Regions from separate parts of the Gossypium arboreum genome. Here region 2 is linked to region 1. A link is a contact called in public Hi-C data. All regions are on one chromosome and are shown on one strand. The core of a region is the stretch at or near the end of the contact, and the rest is flanking DNA. Distances in the headings are between cores, read along the strand shown. Region 1 holds the start of LOC108452946. Region 2 holds the start of LOC108482748 (malate dehydrogenase, cytoplasmic-like).

Evidence for each region. Hi-C and Micro-C count contacts between places; a contact is called where the count stands out from the background.
Region 2: a contact with region 1 is called in a Hi-C map of leaf, with 3 times the contacts expected there. The contact joins the promoter of LOC108482748 here to the promoter of LOC108452946 in region 1. A contact is called at or near these places in 3 of 5 Hi-C or Micro-C datasets (all in leaf).

Annotation. Positions count from the first base shown.
Region 1 is chr12:86,156,170-86,161,970 of ASM2569848v2, reverse strand. It overlaps LOC108452946, which reads left to right and starts at 2,584. Exons shown (of 51, transcript XM_017750763.2): 1 at 2,584-2,903; 2 at 3,537-3,834; 3 at 3,943-4,171; 4 at 4,316-4,655; 5 at 4,733-4,846; 6 at 4,957-5,085; 7 at 5,166-5,357; 8 at 5,458-5,652. The coding sequence starts at 2,805.
Region 2 is chr12:86,363,563-86,369,363 of ASM2569848v2, reverse strand. LOC108482748 (malate dehydrogenase, cytoplasmic-like) reads left to right here and starts at 3,374. Exons shown (of 6, transcript XM_017785865.2): 1 at 3,374-3,605; 2 at 3,690-3,848; 3 at 3,936-4,392; 4 at 4,469-4,604; 5 at 4,663-4,774; 6 at 5,376-5,570. The coding sequence starts at 3,563. The coding sequence ends at 5,470. LOC108482766 (carotenoid cleavage dioxygenase 7, chloroplastic) reads left to right here. Exons shown (of 6, transcript XM_017785878.2): 2 at 441-569; 3 at 668-799; 4 at 1,030-1,305; 5 at 1,382-1,785; 6 at 1,891-2,129. The coding sequence ends at 2,037.

The sequences.
Region 1 (5,801 bases), core at 1,335-3,834:
AATTTAATTTGAACCAAAAATAAACTTCTACTTTTATCTCTGTCTATCCAAGCAAAATTAATCTCTGGCACCCCAAAAATAAACTTCTAGTTTTATCTGTCTATCCAAGCAAAATATATATAAATAAAAAGAAGTCGCGTTTTAAAGTAGAATGGATCGGAAGCCCACTTAACATAATTAGACAACAAAACTTATGAAAATGAAAACCAAGGGTGGATATGCATTAATGTCAAAGTCGAACATCACATCTATTGGGCTCCAATATCACAAGGCCGAAAAGCAAGGCAACCCCACATAAAATCCCCTTCTAGTATGCCATTTCCCCCCTCCTTTTCACACACCCTATTGCATTGCATTGCATTGCCTACTGTAATTTCGGGGGGTTTTATTCCATACACTTTGGGGATACATAACTAGACCCCAAAACACCATTATTATGGACCCTGGAGAGAGCCACCTTGATGTACCATTTTGCAATAATTATAAGCTTGCTTCTTTTGGTGGTCCTATCTTAATCACCAATGTTTCAATATGAAAAATATATTTCAATGCACATAAGGTCCCCCATCCACCTGCCATTACATGTGATGGTGTGAATCACAATAGATAACTATGGGACTCACTAGATTTAATTGAACGAAAGCTTGGGTCCGACCTAGATTCTAATTATGCGCTTTGTAAATTCATGCACATTAATTATTATTATAACCTACCAAAATTGTCTATAAATTATCATATCTACTTTATATCTATTATTCAAAAAAATATTCTATCTTGTCCCACTTCACATCCATTTTAAAATCTTTTTCTTCTAATTTCGGAATAAATCAATTCAAAATCTATAGTACAAGTTTTGCTATCAAAATGAGGATCCCTAGTGTGAAAATCCCAATGGGCACTGCCCAAGGCCGAAGGCAGAAGCAGGAGAAATGGGCCTAAGCCGCACATTCATGGCAATCAAAGACGGACCCTAAAGCTATTGGGAAGATAGTGTTTTGGGCGCAGCAGGCTTCACTAAAAGCCCACTCACTGCTTGCTTCATTACTTCATTGCAACATTTGATCTTTGATTCTGGTAATTTTTCTCAATTTAACCTGTGAGTTTGTAGTTCGTTAAAGTGTGATATCGTGATATTATGAGATTATGCTAAGTCTTAACATAAAACTTTTAAGAAATTTAAATGAAATCTAAAAAATACCAAAAAAATTGTAAAGAATTTTAAAAAATAATTTCAAATGATGATGTGTCACAATTTCATAGTACAATGTCATCATATTTTAATAGAATTCAAATTTGTGGATCAAATTGAAAAAAAAAACTGCAAAATTCTAAGACTAATATGGGTGAAAAATAGTTTAAGGACCAATGAATAAAAAATGTTTAGTTTAGCGGCTAAATGTTACTTTATTGCTTCATCTAACATTTTTAAAAGCTTCATTGCTTCATAGAAAGTAATATTTAGTCCTTAAATTTAGTAATTTTTTTATAATGGTCTACAAAATGTTTTTTGGTTAGCATTAGTGTTAGAATTTGATAGTTTTTTTCAATTTAATCTTTAAACTTGAATTTTGACAATGTACGATAATGTGGTACTCAGATATTGTGCACATAATCACCTTATTTTTTAAAAATCATTTGCTTTTTTATAATTACTTTGTAATTTTTAGATTTTGTATATAATTTTAAAAATAAAGTATACAATGAAGTAGCGTAATAACAAAGTATCATGTAGCAGTTTAATTCGCTTAGTATATTTGAGGCCATCGCTTTACTTGTGAGTTGCTTTGATTGGGACTTAGGATCCCCTTAAGGTTAGTTGGGCAATGTTTTTGAAAAGTGTTATGAAAATGTACTTTTGAGAAGTGTTTTGAAAAGTTTGATTTTAAAATTGAGTGTTTAGCATTGCTATCAAAAATATTTTTGAGAAATAAAATGTCCATTTTAGACATATTATTATCAAATAACAAATATGTATTTAAATAATATTTAAATTAGTTAATATTATTATATTTTAGTAAAAATATAAAAAATATTATAACTTGTTAATATTTTAATATATGAAATATAAATTTTAAAATTTTAAGCAATAAATATTAATTATTTATAAAATTTATTTAGAATATATAAACTATATTTTAAATATTTAAATATAACCATTAAATATTTGTAATTAGTATTTTAAAAATATTTTTATTTTTAATTAATGATTTTAACACATTTGTAATTAAGCACAAAAAAAGAGGAAAAGTATTATGTTATTTGAGGGTAAAAATTAATTAAACACTAAAAATACTTTTAGAAGAGAAAAACTAAAAATTTTAACAAAAAACAACTTATTTAGCACAACTCATTTTTTAAAAATACTTTTGAAATAAGATGTACTTTTTTTAAGCACTGCAGGATAGGCCTTAATCCTCACAATTAGACTTATGCTGGTGCATACTCACATTGAACATCGGGATAGGACCAAAGTGAAAAAGGTTACTACGTTCAAGGAGAATATGTCCAAAAAAAAAGTACATAGATCCAATCGAGAAATGTTAACAAAGTTCAGGGACTAAATTTGTTAGTTTCTTAAAGTTTCTTGTAGAATCGTGACCCGCATGTCACTTTGCACAAAATCATTTGTACTCTTCGTACACACACACACTCTCTCAGACGTTCAGCGCTCACCTTTTTTTTTTCTCGACGGTTCTCTCAATATCCCCAATCTTCAAAGCCTATCATTTCCCTAATCCATTCCCCTTTTATCTTCTCACTAGCTTTTACCATCGAAAAACACTCGCGATCTATCTTCACTCACCATGCTCGAGCTTTCCTCCACACTCTCAAGCCACGTTCGGTTCTTGCTGCAGTCCTTGACCGAAGCCAACGCTGATTCTGTTTTTCGAGAACTCTGCCAGGTTTTTTATTTTTGGTCTTTCGCTATCTAATTTTCCTTACGAATGCCAATTCGATGGTTTTTTAGGTTACATTTGTATTGATTCGTATGGTCACTTAAAGAAAACCCTGGAATTATGCAAAACTTGACGTTAGATTTAATGTATTTATTTAATAGAATTAGATTGAGTTACTTAAAGAAAACCCTAGAATTCGCTTGATCACGTTGTAACTCTTTTTTTTACTCAATTAGTTAGCTTGGTGCTGTTTGAGCCATAAGAATCCATATATATATGTATTACTGAAATGTAGTGGATGTTAGGATTTCTGTTGATTTTCTTGAAGAAAAATCCCTAGACTGTTGCCAATATAATTTGTAGCTAATAATTTTGTAAATTGATTCGGAGTTTCACAAGTAAATTTAGATTTAAAAGTTTATGAGCTAGAAGATGTACTCTTAGGCTAGCAAGTCATGTTAGCTAGTTTCTAGTTGCGCAGCTTATCTAGAAATGAAGTGTGAATTTACGAAGAGCTATATGTTCTTGTGGTGGGGTGTGAAAAGTGATATCTAGCTGGTTGAAATGGGGGCTTTTATGTGATTCTTTTCTATTTAATGCAATATTCTGGATAACATTTGGCCTGTTGATTCTTGATAGTTCATTGAATATGGAATCGAAGGAAACACTCTGGTGCTGCAAACCTGTTTGGATTGCTTGAGTTCTCACAAAACAGATTCAAAGAATTTGCAATCTGAACAAGTTGTAGCCTCAATTTTTAGACATGCTATGGACAAGCCAAACTTTTGTACTGTCTTCTGTCAGTCCCTAAGAAGTATGGATATCAGCGAGAATTTCCTGGAGAATTTCTCAAAAACACTGCAGTTATCTCTGTCTGAAAAAATTGCTGTTGGTCTTGCTTTATCTGATTCTGAAAATCCAGAGACAAGAATGTGTGGTAAGTTGCGTTGTTTTCTTAAATGGATGTACTCTTGATTTATTTTTGTTTTCTTTTTTTGACATGGTTGATCAGAATGATGAAATTGAAGCTTTTGCACCTTTCTAGGTAAGAATTTTTGTATGGCTCAGATTGAGGAATTGCAGTCTAATCCTGCCTGTCCTGATTCTTCCATGCAAATTCAGAATATGGTTATGTTCCTCCAGTGCTCCAGTGCTTTTTCCAGGCACGTAGATTCCTTTATGCAGATGTTATCTCTAGTTCAAGCCAAAGATGTTGCACAGTTTGTTTTAACTCCAATACTTTCAGATGAATTGCGCGAGGCTAATTTCTTAAGGTGCTAATTTCTTCAGGCTCCTTTTCTCATTTGAACAAGCAGTTAATCTTGAGAGCTTTTTTATTGTGTTGTTCTGTTTATTTTTTTTTAAAATTTCATCATGTTGTGATAACTCATTTTTTATTCCCTTTCTTCTCTCTGCAGGAATATAGATTTCTTCGATGAATCTGAGGAGAATGATTTTGATGCTCTTTTAGCAGAAATGGAGAAGGAAATGAGCATGGGGGATATCATTAAGGAACTAGGTTATGGATGCACCACTGATGCTGCACATTGCAAAGAGATTTTATCTCTTTATTTACCTCTGACTGAGGTGACTATATCTAGGATACTTGGTGCAATTACCCGCACCTATGTTGGTCTTGAGGACAACCAAATTGCATTTTCAACATTTAGCCTGGCCCTTGGTTGCGGGAATTCATTGGATTTGCCTCCATTGAGCTCATGGAATGTTGATGTTCTTATAAAAACTATAAAGCAACTCGTAAGTTATACTATTTTTTTTTGCTTTCATGTTGTCTTTTTCATTCTAAATTAAATCTATTTTCTTTATATTTGTAGGCACCCAATACCAACTGGGTTCAAGTTATTGAACACCTGGATCACGAGGGGTTCTACATTCCTAATGAGACGGCATTCACTTTCTTCATGTCTGTGTATCAACATTCGTGCCAGGTATTATTGATTTCATTTAACGTGTCTGAAGTTGGTTCCTTGTTCTTTTTCTTTAGTTTTGTTTAATCATTATTTTTCATCTGTGTAATTTTTCTGTGGACCTTGTGCAGGAACCCTTCCCTCTCCATGCTGTCTGTGGGTCCGTGTGGAAGGATATTGAAGGTCAGCTATCTTTTCTAAAATATGCTGTAGCAGCACCGCCAGAAGTATTTACCTTTGCCCATTCAGTGAGGCAGCTGGTAAGAGCTATGCAAATTTAGTCTTTCCTTCTCTTCTTCTTGTCACAGTATTGCTGTAAGAATAATAATCGATCTTGCAGGCCTACGCGGAGGCAGTGCATGGACATAAGCTTCAGATTGGAAATGGAAATCATGCCTGGTTGTGTCTGGACCTCTTAGATGTGCTGTGTCAACTAGCTGAAAGAGGTCACGCCAGTTTTGTTCGATCAATGCTCGATTATCCCTTAAAACACTGCCCTGAAATCCTGCTTATTGGGATGGCTCATGTTAATGTACATGTTCACCATATAACATATGTGATAATGCCGTATGATGTTTCTTTTTTGCATATTTAACTTTTGGGGGTAATAAATTTGCATCTATTGTTTGCAGACGGCTTATAATCTCCTGCAGCATGATGTGACTTCTTCAGTTTTTCTAATGATAATTAAAAATGCTGTGGGTGCTGGTACAATACTTCAACTTTGGCATGTGAACCCAAAAGTTGTCTTACGTGGATTTGTAGAAGTACAGAATACTGAGCCTGACAGCATGATTAGAATTTTGGATATCTGTCAAGAATTAAATGTAAGTTTGGATTTTCTTTGATGTTTCTTTCCTTTTGCATTAGATTGTGATTTTGTATTTTATTGATTAGAAAAAAAAGTTGCTTCAGGATCTATTTGCATGTTATATCTGTTTTCTATTTCAGTAATTTCTCTTTTTGTTATTGTTGC
Region 2 (5,801 bases), core at 2,125-4,624, 210 kb before region 1:
ATTCAATTACCAGTCATCATTTACTAGAATATTTAGCCCATATTCTTCAATTAGATTATTCTATGCCCCTATATTTTTTTATTTTGAAATTTTAGTCTTGATGCAAATGATCGTCATTAATCCATTAACTAGATTTTTATTTAGTAATATGTGAAAATAATAAGCTAGCATGGCATTACACATATGATGATATGTTTATTGTATTAAATTTTAGAAATAGTTGAACTTAATGAAATCAATAGTTATCGTTTAATAAGGATGACTAAATTGAAATATATGAATTAAGTCCACAACTTTTGTAAAGTATAGGAACTAATAGCAAAATTTAATCCCTTATTAAATATTCCAACCTTGAAGCTACCATAGGTAATAAACATATTTATATATATATATAGTTCAACTGAATGTTGTCTTTTTTCTTGTAATAATATGCTCCATAGGTGTATTCAAGATGCCCCCAAAAAGATTATTGTCTCATTATAAGCTTGATGCTCAAAGGAACAGACTACTTGCAGTAACATGTAATGCAGAGGACATGTTACTGCCTCGAAGCAACTTTACATTTTATGGTAATAATTTAAGAACTTAGAATATCTATAAAAAAAAAAAAAAAACAGATTATTAATGTGAAATGTTTTAGTAATTTTTTTTTTGGTCATTTTTCTAGAGTTGGATTCGAATTTCAATTTGTTGCAGAAACAAGAATTTAACATCCCTGATCATTTGATGATCCATGATTGGGCTTTTACCGATACTTATTACATACTGTTCGGAAACCGGATCAAGCTTGACATTATCGGTAACGATCGAATCACAAATCAAATTTAGAAATTTTCAGTAAAATTATTGTGGAGGTATCTATATTAGAAGTTAAACGTGAATAAATTAATCTTTATACATTACATCAAAGAATAAAAAAGACCAAATGCAATCTATCTTTTAGTAGAAGCATATTCATGATACTTTTATTGAAAATTTCCTAAAAAGCTATAGGCTTTTAATGTGTCATGTATAATTTAAGTACTGCAGGATCAATGACAGCAGTATGCGGGTTATCGCCGATGATTTCGGCATTGTCGGTGAATCCGAGTAAGTCCACGTCTCCAATTTACTTGCTTCCTCGGTTTCCATCTGATAAGTCAGCCGGACAACGAGATTGGAGGGTACCGGTGGAAGCACCGTCTCGGAAATGGCTGTTACATGTTGGCAATGCCTTTGAAATCAAGGATATTGATGGTAATTCATTGATTCAAATCCAAGCTTGTGCATGTTCTTATCAATGGTTCAACTTCCAGAAACTATTTGGTAAGTTCAATATATATATATATTTACTTTATATGAAATCTGCTTTCCAAGTTTAGACAATTTGGTATGGAAACAGGATATAATTGGCAAAGCGGACAACTAGATCCATCGATTATGAACGTAAAACAACACGAAAACGAGTCCTTAGTACCACACTTAGTTCATGTCACAATAAAATTGGACACTAATGGCAGCTGTCATGAATGTTCAATGGAGAACATGAATGAATGGAACAAGCCATCGGATTTTCCGATCATCAACCCGGAGTTTTCGGGCAAAAAGAATACATGCATTTATGCAGCAACATCTTCAGGGACAAGACAAGCATTGCCTCATTTTCCATTTGATATGGTAATGAAGCTAAATTTATCATCAAAAACTGTAAGTACATGGCCTGCAGGGGCTCGTAGGTTCATTGGTGAACCTATTTTTGTCCCTAAAGGAACTGAAGAAGAAGATGGGTATATTCTTGTCGTCGAGGTTAGAATCCGACCCATTTTTGTTCTGTTCTGACAGTGTTTTTCAGGGGTTTTTTCTTGCATGATGTATAATGTTATGTTGTTGTATTTTTTTTTTTTTTTGCAGTATGCAGTTTCAATACAGAGATGTTATTTGGTGATTTTGGATCCAAAGAGAATTGGAGAAAGTGATGGGGTTGTAGCAAGATTTGAAGTCCCTAAGCACTTGAACTTCCCTCTTGGATTTCATGGTTTTTGGGCCAAGAATGATTAATTTTTTTGCTCTCTAAGTTGTAAATACAGAAAGAAATTTATTTATGTAATAAATTTATAAAAATAAATATGATTTTGATTGAAAGGAAAAAAGTTATTATTATCTTGAATTTAAATATAATTAATTTTATTATTTGGAGACCAACTGGGGATATTAGGGATCTTGACCCTTTGATCAAATGGGAAAATATCATTAATAGTCCCTTTCAAGTATTAATTATTTATTTGAAGTCTTTTAATCATTTAAATGAATAAAAATTTTGTAATTTAATCTCTCCTAAATATTAATTACAGCAATCCGAGTTTGTATCTATATAGCATGAATTTTTATTTTAAAATTTCAGTTTATTTTGATTTGGGAAAATTTTAATTTTAGATAATTTTAGATTTAGAATAATTTTATGTTTAAAACTCTGGGTTTTTTTGGATTGGGTCTTTAATGGTTCGAATCAGTTCAAATTTTAATCACTTCACGTTCAAGTTAATTCAAATTCAATTCAATTTGGGTTTAGAGTCAGGTGGTTTGAGATTTTTAATGATCAAATAGGATGGGGTTGAATTAGAGTTTGAATTGATTGATTCGAATATTCAAATTCGGATATTTCCAAATTGGGTCATTAAGAGGTTCGAATCAGTTCAAGTTTTAATCACTTTATGTTCAAGTTAATTCAAATTTGATTCAATTTGGGTTTAAGGTTAGGTGGTTTGAGTTTTTTAATGATCAAATTGGATGAGATTGAATTTGAGTTTGAATCGATTGATTCAAATATTCAAATTTGAATTTTTCCAAGTCGGGTCATTAAGGATCCAGATCAATTCAATGTCTAATCATTAAATGTTCAAGTCAATTTGGATTTGATTCAATTCGAGATTAAGGTTAGATGATTTGATTTGTTGAATTTTATGAAAAAATTCGATCGCATCAAATTTGAGTCTAATCGAAGTTTCAGGTTTAAGATTTTCAAGTTAAATCATTAAGGGTTCTGATCACTTCATATTCTAAGTCAATTCGGATTCGCTTCAATTGGACAATTCGAGTTTTAGACTCTTATGATCAAACCAAATAGGATCGAATTTGATTTAATCGAGTCAAAATTTCAAATTTGAGTTTTTAAAAAGAAATCAATAAGTGTTTAAATCAATTCAGGTTCCAATCGCTCTGTATTCATCTCAATCTGGACTCAATTCAATTTGAGTTCATCAAGTCGAATTGTCAAATTGTTGAGTAGTCCCCTGTTAGGACCCAAACTCTTCTAATCCAAAACTTCCTTCAAAGTTGAAATGGAAGAATATAATCCATTTATAAATTTGAAAAAGTCAAATCAACAAGTGCCAGTTTCTCAATTATCCTAATTTATTCTACAAACTAACACAAATTGAAACCGAAACTAACTGTGAGGATCCTCCGGCTATAAAGATCATCTTGTAATCAACACAAAAGGGTTTTACCTTCTGTATCATGTAATCATCATCACCCTCATATATTTCCTCCATTACGGCCATTTTCGACCCTCAATTCATCATCAATGGCGAAAGAACCAGTTAGAGTTTTAGTTACTGGTGCTGCTGGTACGTATTGTGCTGTTAATATATTTTATTTACTATTTAGTAATTAGTATTGTGTTTCATAGGTGTTCTTTTGTGTTAAAACAGGCCAAATCGGGTATGCTTTAGTGCCTATGATTGCGAGGGGAGTAATGTTAGGCTCCGATCAACCCATAATTCTTCATATGCTCGATATCGAACCGGCCACCGAGGCCTTAAACGGTGTCAAAATGGAATTAGTTGATGCTGCATTTCCTCTTCTCATCGGTATGTGTAATTTGCACATCATGGTTCACATTTGTTGATCAAACGTTCTCTTTTAACTCGGTTTTGGTTTTTTGGCTTTACGCAAAGATGTCGTTGCTACCACCGACGCCATGGTCGCTTGTAAAGGTGTGAACATAGCCGTGATGGTTGGCGGATTCCCACGAAAAGAAGGTATGGAAAGGAAAGACGTGATGTCGAAAAACGTATCGATTTACAAGGCTCAAGCTTCGGCATTGGAGAAACAAGCCGCACCGGATTGTAAGGTGTTGGTGGTCGCTAATCCAGCGAACACCAATGCCCTTATCTTGAAAGAATTTGCACCGTCAATCCCGGAGAAAAACATCACATGCCTCACTCGACTTGACCATAACAGAGCGCTTGGACAACTCTCCGAGAGGCTAAAGATCCATGTCGGTCAAGTGAAGAACGTGATCATATGGGGTAGCCACTCCTCCACTCAATACCCGGATGTGAACCATGCCACTGTCACGCCCACAAACAGTGAAGAGAAGCCTGTTAGAAGTGTCGTAGCGGACGACAATTGGTAACGTAAAATTCCGAATTTATATTTCGAGACACTATACGTTCGTGACTGAACTAATCCTTCGTCGTTTTTATAGGTTGAACACGGAGTTCATTACCACGGTGCAACAACGCGGTGCCGCCATTATCAAAGCTCGCAAGCTATCGAGTGCATTGTCCGCCGCAAGTGCTGCTTGTGATCATATTCGTGATTGGGTTCTTGGGACTCCCAAGGTATGTATGTATGTATCTATCTATGTATGTATGAGTTATAATTGGGTGATTATTGTAGGGAACATGGGTGTCCATGGGAGTGTATTCTGATGGATCATATGGAATTCAATCTGGCATTATCTACTCATTCCCAGTTACATGTGATAAAGGACAATGGTCAATTGCTCAGGGTAAGTTTTTGGTAAAAGTACTATCAGCGGCAAAGCTAGAACAAATTTTTAGGGGGAACCGAATGAAAATTTAATTTTTTATAGTTTATATCTTTATAATTTTTAAAGGATTAAATCAAATTTCTATAATTTTAGAGGGGACAAAGTATAATTTTACTTTTACTAATTTTAAATTTTAAAAAAATTCCAAGGGCCTAAATATAAATTTTCCATTTTAAGGGGGGCCAAGGCCACTGCCAGCCTCCCCTTGTATCCGCCTCTGAGTACTATGGACTCCACTGCTTTAGGAGTCCGGATATATTTTATTCCTTTACTTAAAAAATTGTGCCATGTGTATCTCATTCTAACATACATATAATAGTAAAAATAGATAAAATTTTTAACAGAAATAATTAATTTACTCTTTGATCTAAACATCTAATTTACTCATTTTTTAAGTAGAAGGGGCAAAATGCAATCCTCCATGATACTTTTGTTTAAATTTTTACATTTGTGTTTGATATGTAATATTCTTTTGGTTAAATTACAATTTTGATTCATTTATTATGTAATTTGAGATTTAATTTTTGTACATTAATTCGATATAATTTAATCCCGGCAGGGCTGAAGATAGACGATTTCTCGAGAGAAAAGATGGATGCAACAGCAAAAGAGCTTGTGGAGGAGAAAACATTGGCTTATTCTTGTCTTAATTGATGAAAGAACAAGTGAATCAAATAAACGATTTGATTGTCTTTCTTAGGGGAATGTTTTTATTATTAATAATTCCATGAAAAATAATTAAATTATAACAATAATAAATAGACATAAATGAAGGATAGTGATCTTCTCTTCTCATTTCATTTCTTTTTTAGGATAATTTATGTTTATTTATTTACATTGAAAATATTCCTTTATTCATAAAAATGGCAACAACAACAAAAACCCTTTGGTATTAACGTCATTCTGCATACTTTTTGCTAAATTAAATTAGTGAGGGCCATTAATGAAAATCGATTATTTAATAAATTATAGATAAACATATATG